3 separate regions of the Mus musculus genome follow, and regions 1 and 2 are each linked to region 3. Evidence: chromatin contacts called from public ChIA-PET data. All regions are on one chromosome and are shown on one strand. The core of a region is the stretch at or near the end of the contact, and the rest is flanking DNA. Distances in the headings are between cores, read along the strand shown.

Evidence for each region. ChIA-PET counts read pairs in DNA pulled down with a chosen protein or histone mark.
Region 1: an RNA polymerase II ChIA-PET map of memory CD8 T cells shows a contact between it and region 3, with 7 read pairs. The contact joins the promoter of C130046K22Rik here to the promoter of Hexim2 in region 3. A contact is called at or near these places in 2 of 39 promoter capture datasets (the 3T3-L1 cell line and liver) and 2 of 115 datasets of contacts at active chromatin or transcription factors (memory CD8 T cells and pancreatic cancer cells).
Region 2: a contact with region 3 is called in an RNA polymerase II ChIA-PET map of memory CD8 T cells, with 8 read pairs. The contact joins the promoter of Hdac5 here to the promoter of Hexim2 in region 3.

Annotation. Positions count from the first base shown.
Region 1 is chr11:103,696,341-103,699,040 of GRCm38.p6, forward strand. C130046K22Rik (RIKEN cDNA C130046K22 gene) reads left to right here and starts at 1,384. Exons shown (of 3, transcript NR_102389.1): 1 at 1,384-1,532. Gosr2 (golgi SNAP receptor complex member 2) reads right to left here and starts at 1,383. Exons shown (of 6, transcript NM_019650.4): 1 at 1,290-1,383. The coding sequence starts at 1,318.
Region 2 is chr11:102,228,830-102,231,529 of GRCm38.p6, forward strand. It overlaps Hdac5 (histone deacetylase 5), which reads right to left and starts at 1,343. Exons shown (of 27, transcript NM_010412.3): 1 at 1,176-1,343. It overlaps Mir8101 (microRNA 8101), which reads right to left and starts at 1,321; the gene lies at 1,211-1,321.
Region 3 is chr11:103,131,993-103,134,692 of GRCm38.p6, forward strand. It overlaps Hexim2 (hexamethylene bis-acetamide inducible 2), which reads left to right and starts at 1,367. Exons shown (of 3, transcript NM_027658.2): 1 at 1,367-1,465; 2 at 2,043-2,149. The coding sequence starts at 2,087.

The DNA.
Region 1 (2,700 bases), core at 134-2,633, 560 kb after region 3:
AACGTACCTTCACAGTTAGAGATAATCACAGAATCAGTTCAAAGTTCTAGTGAGACGAGTATGTTCTGACACTGTTCTGTCAATTCAGCAACTAGCAGATTAACTCACCGCTCTGCTAGGTCCATGTGTCTTGCTATGGAAAGGATCCGTTCTTAGTAAATGAGGGCAATTTTCTGCCTCATTCCTTTTCCACGTGACTCACAGGATAGTCTTTTAAAATCTCTTCCTACACTTATTATATAATATGCAAATTGTCATTACAATGTAGTTTATTTTCCCCCACCCAAATCAAACATTTTGTTGACAAAAGTAAAAAGGGGGATTGGAGAGATGGCTCAGAGGTTAAGAGCACTGACTGCTCTTCCGAAGGTCCTGAGTTCAATTCCCAGCAACCACATGGTGGCTCACAACCATTTGCAATGAGATCTGATGCCCTCTTCTGAGGTGTCTGAAGACAGCTACAGTGTACTTACATATAATAAACAAATTTAAAAAAAAAAAAGGTAAAAAGAGAATAACCACCATCTTATTTCCATTCTTTTTGTTATGAGTTTCCTGGGGAGGCAGGATGACTAGTTTATGTCATTTTTCAGGCCCAAGGAATAAGATTTTTCAGTGCTGTCATACAATCAATAGAAAGTTCTTAAACTAACATAGGTATGTGGCCCCTCATGGTGTCTAGCTGCATAACACTGCAAGTTCCCAAAACAAAGGACGGTATGGAAAAAAAAAAAAAAAAAAAAAAAAAAGGACCCACCAAGGAAACTTAGTTATGAAAAGCTAATCTAAGACTCAATTTCAATTTCCTTAAGGCTAACTTGTAATCAGATATGACTCACAAAAATAGTCACTAGTTACCTGCCCGTCTTTGTGTCACAAAAATAAGTTCTTTAAATGTCCAATCAAGTACACAAAATACTTCTTTCGTACAACCCCTGACACTCCCACTTAAGCAATAGATTCATAGACACAAGCCTCGGCAACAGTTTTCTCTGTTCTCTAAGCTCTACCAACCCGGAGGACTAAGCTGGCAGGTGCTGGATCAAGTGCTGTAACCTAGGGGCGCTGCTTTCCCTTGCCAATAGGCAGTCACGGCTTGCGGCCAAGAGCTACCGGGCCCAAGCCTTCGCGCCCCGGCTCGATCCCCTTCGGCTAAGAGCATCGCACCAGGGGCTAAGAGATGCGGAGCAGCCCGAGCGGAAACCTCCACAATGACAGTCCCCAGAGCCCCGAGCCCTAGGGGCCGCAGCCCGGGCGGAGCCCAGCCCGCTCCCCGACGCAGCCCTCACTTGTTCGTTTGTTGGTATAGGGGCTCCATGACGCCGGCCTAGCCGGCCTGCGGCTTCCTCGGAACACGTCCTCACAACCCCACTTCCGGCTTCCGGTCTCAGGGCCCGCCCTGCTGAGTAGGGCGCCCGCGAGTGTGCCTGTCCCGTGGTGGTTGTGAGGTCGGAGACGGGGTTGCGCGGAAGGAAAGCGGGACGCGAGGGATGGGTGTGGCTCCGGGCCGGAGCTCGCGGAGAGCGGCGGGGGTGAGTTTTTTGCTAAAGTCCAGCTCCGGGATTGAATCAGGTAGCGGAGAGGACGGTCGCGAGGCACTGACGTCAGAGCCTCCCCCGAGAAGTCGCCGGCGACTCTCTACGTCGCTCTCCGCCCCGCGGTCGGGCTTGGCTTCTCCTTGGAGTGTGTAATTACAGGTCTGGGGAATCTCACTTCCTCACGACGCGTGCTTTTCCTGCCTCGAACTAGTCCGCCCACTAGTCTTCCCATCTCCGGCTCATTTTTAGTAAACCCACAGTGAGTGAGTGGTTAGCATATGACGTGGAACAACCAAAATTTCCCTGTTCTTCAAGAGGTTGGACTAGAGAAGGAACTACGATCTGTATACAAATAAACATTCCAAATAAGTACAAAGATAATGGTAGAACATCCAAATAAATACAAAGATAATGAGCTGGGCTGGTGTTGTGGTCAATAGGAAATTGTTTTTAAAGACATGAAGGGCGGGTGACATTTGGATTAGGACTTGGAAAGGTTCAAACACTTGTCTTCACCTAGGCCCATCTCATTTCCATCCATCTAGGTTCTTATCTACAGTTCCTCCCAAGGGAGGAGTTGTTCCTCTTCCTTTGGTGAGCTGAAGCTTGGATTTTCCTGTATCCTGCATCCCTCCCAGTTTTATGTCCCAAGAGACTGCCCGCCCATATTCATTCTTTCCCTAACATTACATTTCCCAGTTCCACTCCCATTTATTGAACATCTACTATGCACCATGCACAGATATGTAGGATAGGAACCCAGGTAAAACACATTCCTGGTGTTTCGCTGTCTATTGAGAAAGTCCTTATTTTAAAGCTGAATTAACAATCAACATTTAGGGTATGACTAAGGACCATTTGCCTGGAGAAGAGCAGTAGGGGTTCATGGATCAAGAAAGCATGGGGGGCCTTCAAGAACCGATAGAGGGTTTGTGGGAATGGTGCACTTTAGCTAAGGTTGAGTAGCGTGGGGGCGGGGCATAGATAAAAGGCTGTATCCTTAGTTTTTTAGTACTTTGCTGGTGAGGGATGCACAGGGAAGTATGTATATGTGTGCTTGTGTGTGTCTCAGTAGAATTGTCTCTGACTTGTGTGAGGTCCCAGGTCAAATCTTTGTGGGTCTTTGCTCTATAGGCATTTTGATTTTAAATTATATTACAGA
Region 2 (2,700 bases), core at 93-2,592, 900 kb before region 3:
CTTCTGGCCCAAACCAATCTCCCATCCCTGCCTCCTTTTGTTCCTAGGATCTAACTCTATCTTCCCCTCCCACTGATCCCTAAACCCCTCTCTCCATTCCCATTCCCAAGATCCAAAGCTAATTCCAGGACCCAGAAGCATAGTGGTCACTACCAGAGTGATGGGTACACACACACACTACACACACTACACACACACACACCACACACACCCCAAAAGCAACTGCAGCTGCTATCCTTCCTCTTCAGGGACAAAGCTCATCTCAGAAGGCCAAACGCAGGGACATGAAGTGGTCACCTTCTCCCCGAAATGAAACACACTCCCCGCGCCCCCCCCCAGCTCTTAGATTAATTACTTATCGTCCAGCCAGTTCTCATCTTCCTGAGGGCCCCAGGGATGGGTGGGGAGGGGGGAAGCCGACTCCCCCAAGTTAACAAGGCACTATTAGAACCTCTGCCCCATGAGAAACAAACCCAAGATGAAAACTGGGCGCGGGAGTGGGGTGGGGAGATCTGCCCTAGCCAAGAAAGATCACCAATTCATCTCCCAGCTCTTTCCCGAGCTCCAGGGTGTCAGACAGAAGAGGGTGGTAATAAACGCAGTAACGCCTCACAGGCGAGGGGGTGAATAGCACAGACAAGTAAGATGGGCCCCGCAGTCCTCTTCCACCTGCAGGGACGTCAAGGACATAAAATCAAGGGTATGTTCTTCGCCACTTGGAGAAGCACTGTGGGTGGGCTGCGCCCCTCACCTCAGAGTAACAAGAAAGGGGTGTCTAGTGAAGAGAGGGTCTGCCCAGAATGCGGGTTGCAAGGCTCAAATCGCAGTTGCAACGGATTATGAGCCGCCGGGGAGGAGACAAATCAGACATCCCCGGCCGGTCTGCGGGACATTTGGGGGCGCGGGGTGCGGGGTGCGGGAAAATCGGCCCCTCCCTTACCTGCAGAGAAGGAGCCCTGCAAGGGAGGGATGAGGAGGGGCGCGCGCGGCGAGCCAAAGGCGACACTCCCCGGGCCCAGCGACGCTCCCTGGGGGTGCGGGCTGGCTCGGCGCGCGCGCCGGGAGGAAGGACAGGGTCGCGGGGAGCCCGCGGGCAGCGACGGCGGGAGGACGGGACGCTGCGGGGCGTCCCGGGGCCGTGGGAGGTGGGGTCCTGGCGGGTGCGGCGCGCTCACCCGCTGCGGCTCGAGCTCCGGCTTCGCGGGCGGCGGCGGCAGCAGCGGCGGCAACAGCAGCGGCAGCGCCTCCTCGACGGCTCCTCCATCTTTGCGGCGGCTCCTCCGGCTCCGCTCGCCGCCGCCACCAACAACAACATTCGGAGACGTCACTCTCGTCACGTGACCCGACCCCGAGCTAAAAATAGGCTCAGACCCCCCCTTTTTCGGGCTTCAACCGAGAACCCTCCCCTCCCATTCGGCCCTCCCCTCAGATGGGCGGGACCAATAGCGCCACCGTGACAGCTTCTTAAAGGGCCAATGCCCAGCCCAAGGTTAGGCTGGGGTGGAGGTGGCAGAGAAGGGATCCCGATCTCTTCGCCAAGTAATGAACTGAGTAGAACCCGGACCCCGGCTGCTGCAGGGGCTGGATGTGTGGGATTTACGATTTTGTTCTCTGTGCTTTTTCGACTTCCTTTTCAAACGGCGGATGGTGCAATCTTTGCCCGCCTGAGCTGTTCCCTAACACGCCCTTCCCTCGTTAGGGGGAGGGTAGAGGGGGGTGGAATCCTAGGGGCTGCCTTGGAAGTGGAAGCCCCTGCAGGCGCGTCAAAGCTGAAAGATTAGCTTGGACAAGTCTCTAACCCACCGTGCTAATATGGCACAGCGCTGCATCTTGTTAAAAGAAACTCCTTGGAGAAAGCCAGCATAGGTTGTAACTGTCCCTGGCCTTCAAAGGAACAGACCAAGAACCTAAAAGTCCGCTGGTCCCCAACTTTGATACCACACATACTACTACCACGTCAGTGGAACTGAACATGACTGTATCATTAAACCTACATTGTTTTGTCAATGACCTAGCAATTTTCCTAGCAAAAAATGTATTCTAAGAAAATATTGTGCTCCAAAATGAGTATAGGAAGAGATTGTTTGTTATATGAGATGTCAGAAACAACCTAAATAAATATCCATCAGGTAGGTATCTGCAAATAAACTAGGAGACATCTATTTAGTAAGTTATCATACAGATGCTCAAAATTATACATATGTGGGGGGTGTAAAAGCGGCTTTTGGGGCGTTTGACAGGAATCTGACATTGGTCAAGGACAAGAAAATGAGATTCAGGCAGGAATCTGACATTGGGCCATGACAAGGGAGTAAGTTCAGGTAGGAATCTAATTTTAGGGTGGAACAAAGAAGTAGATTTCAGGCAAGAATGTGATTTTGGGCTAGGACAGGGAAGTAGGCTCAGGTATCTTGGTCATCCTGACAAGCTCTTAGACTTTGTTTATTGCCTTGACATACGGCTTTAATCCCAGCACTTGGGAGGCAGAGGCAGGCAGATCTCTGAGTTTAAGACCAGCCTGGTCTACAGAGTGAGTTCCAGGACAGCCATACTGAGAAACCCTGTCTGGAAAAAACAAACAAACAAACAAAACAAAATATCCATTAGTTCCAATACTTTATACAAACGTTCATGAGTCTGACTCTGTATGCCTGAAAAATCTAGGTTATATAAACCAAACGTTTTCTTTCTTTTTTCTTT
Region 3 (2,700 bases), core at 117-2,616:
CCCCCAACCCTTCAAAGGGCATAACCCCATCCCTTTGGCGTGAAATTTTGAAGTGGGGCGACACACTTCAGGAGTTTCCAAAAGCGGATGCTGACGTTCGAGGTCAGGCCATTGGGAGAGTCGGGGCTCGATGGGAGAAATCTTGAGGGCAAGAGAGCTCAGAAATTTCCAAGCGCTAAGCTCGAGCTTTCCACGTGCCCAGATCTAGTTGGTCCCAGGGGGAGTTGGTGGCTGTTATAGAAGTTAGAGGGTTGTTGCTTTTCGCAGCCCTGAGAAGTGGGATGGACACGGTGTATGGGGGTGGGGAGGCGGGTGCAATCCGGCCGGGCAACCTCGGAGCCTCCAGCTCACTAGCACTGCTCAGGGCATGCGGCCAGAGTTGCAACCTCGGCCCGTCCCTGCGAGCCAGGGTCTCCAACTGGCGTCGCGCCCACCTCGTCCTTCAGATGGGGGTCCGGCTACGCCGGGCCTGGCCGCCATACCCGGGATGAATGGGGGTGACGAGAGGCCTTGGGCAGACCTCGGCCTCAGGATCACGTCCCGGTGGAAGCACAGCAGAGGGGAAGCCGTCTTACTGGCCTCTCCTCTGCTGGGATCCCGGGAAATACGCGGTAATTACCCCAAAAGGCCGCTCTCAAAGGCGAGGCGGAGAGGCTGCCGGGACGGTTTGAGGACTGGGCTCGGCCGGGGAGACGCCAACCTTCACCCTTCCCAGCCCCCGACCCAACTCCCCGCCGTCTCCCGGCGCCGCCACTTCAGGCAGCCCACTCGGCCCGGCCTCTCCCCGCGCCCGGACCACCCCCCATGGGGTGCTCTCACTGCGCAGCGAGTCCCTCCGCTGCCTCCTCCCAGCCCAAAATGGCGGCGGCGGCGGCGGCCCCCGAGCTGCTCGTCGCCTTCCTCAAGGCTAGGGAATCCCTCCGCGCGCAAGCCCCGCCCCCGCGACCGGATCTCTATTTCTCCCTGGTAAAGCCTAACGCCATCAATGAACTCTTTAATTGAGCTCTGACAGGGCGGGTCCAGTTGTGCTTCCGCACAGCTAGTTGTTGACAAAAGTCGGGAGACTGGCAGACAAGCGACCCAATCAAAGAAGAGATCGGTGAGCGCGGGACGTTCACGCAAAGGCAAATAGGTTTTTTTTTTTTTTTTTTTTTTTTTTTTTTTTTTTTTTTTTTTTTTTGGCGTTCCTGGGCATGGTTGTTGACGTAATGGGAGCTTGAAAGTATCCTGGGCAGCTTTCCTAGGGTGGAAGAACTACAACCCCCAGCAGCCATTGCGCTGCCAGGCTGTCCTCTTCGCCCCTCCACCTCCCCCCCCCCCCATCTTAGGGCTTTAGCGGCTTGGCCAGAGCTGCTGCTACTGCAGCAAGAGATAGGGCAGAGGCGTTGAGACTCTCATGGACAGGCGGTCGCACAGAAAGACACACAGAGGTAGTGGTGTACACTAAGCCCTTGACAGCAAATAGGTCAGTCCCACCTTCGTTAAATCTCCCTGCCAGGACTTTTCCCTCCTCCAAGAACTCCATTTTTACTCCCATTGAATTTTTTTTCTTCTTCTTTCTGTCAGCTGCATGTAGTTTGAAGACTTCTTCCCTTTAGCTCCCCGTTCCTTGAGACAGGAGAGAAGCCGTCCAGGCCCTGTAGACAAAAAGACTTCAACCATAGGCTCTGACCAGGTCCCAACCTAGAGAGATTGAAGGTGGTCAAGATAGGGGCTTCCAGGAGCTACAGACCCACCCTCTCCACAGCATCCCCCAAGCAGTGTCCTTTCTGGGTGACAGAGCTCAGGCCTACCCTCCTAACTGCCAGCCTGTCTTTACTTATTAGGAGAGCAGAGGCCCAGGGCCTCTGCTCTCCCACTTGGTCCCTTGCTGGCTAGCAATGTGAAGACTAGAGTATGGAAACAGCCTTCCGAGTCTTCACTTGAAAGTGAAGGCCATGCAGGTCTGGGGCCACAAAATGGCTGCTGCTGCTGTGACAAAACAATTCCTGACCAACCAGCTTCTGCCTAAGGACTTAGGTTTCTGTTGTTGTTCAAAGCAGGTGACAGTAGTTAAAGACATCATCTGCTGCAAGAGTAGGAGAAGATGGCCACTGTGAACCATACCAACTGCAACACAGCGTCACCAGCTGCTCTGGAGGAGGCCAAGGTAAGTACCCACCCTCCCAGCCACCTGAAAGCCCTAAACGTGGGGTCAGATAGCTGAAATCCTAGGGCTTTTGTTGTTTTGTCTTGTTGGTTGGTTGGTAGATTTAGAAAACCAGTATTTTATTTTATTTTCGTTTGTTTGAGACCTTGAGGGGGGAGGTGGGGGGGGGTGTCTTTCTGTGTATCCCCAGCTGGCCTCGAACTTGCAACAACGTTCTTCTTCAGCCTTCCAAGGGCTAAAATTACAGCCTGCACCACCACACCCAGCTAGAAAGCCAGTGTTTTAAATGAGTCTGTACTGTGCTCTGGGAAGTAGGCCAGAATGTGATTCAATGATGGCTCATGAATTCCTAAAAGCCCTTCAAGGTAGATGTTATTTCCAGTGGACAGAAGCTGAGGTTGGAGAGCTGCACTACCTTTTCCAGAATCAGGCAGCCTGTGAGGAACAAAATTCCACCTTACATTTAGGGTCTTCTGATAACAGTACCTTGTCTCTCAATGACAAGTGACCTCAAGGACAAATAACTTGGTTAGAGATTTTGCACTTAAAAA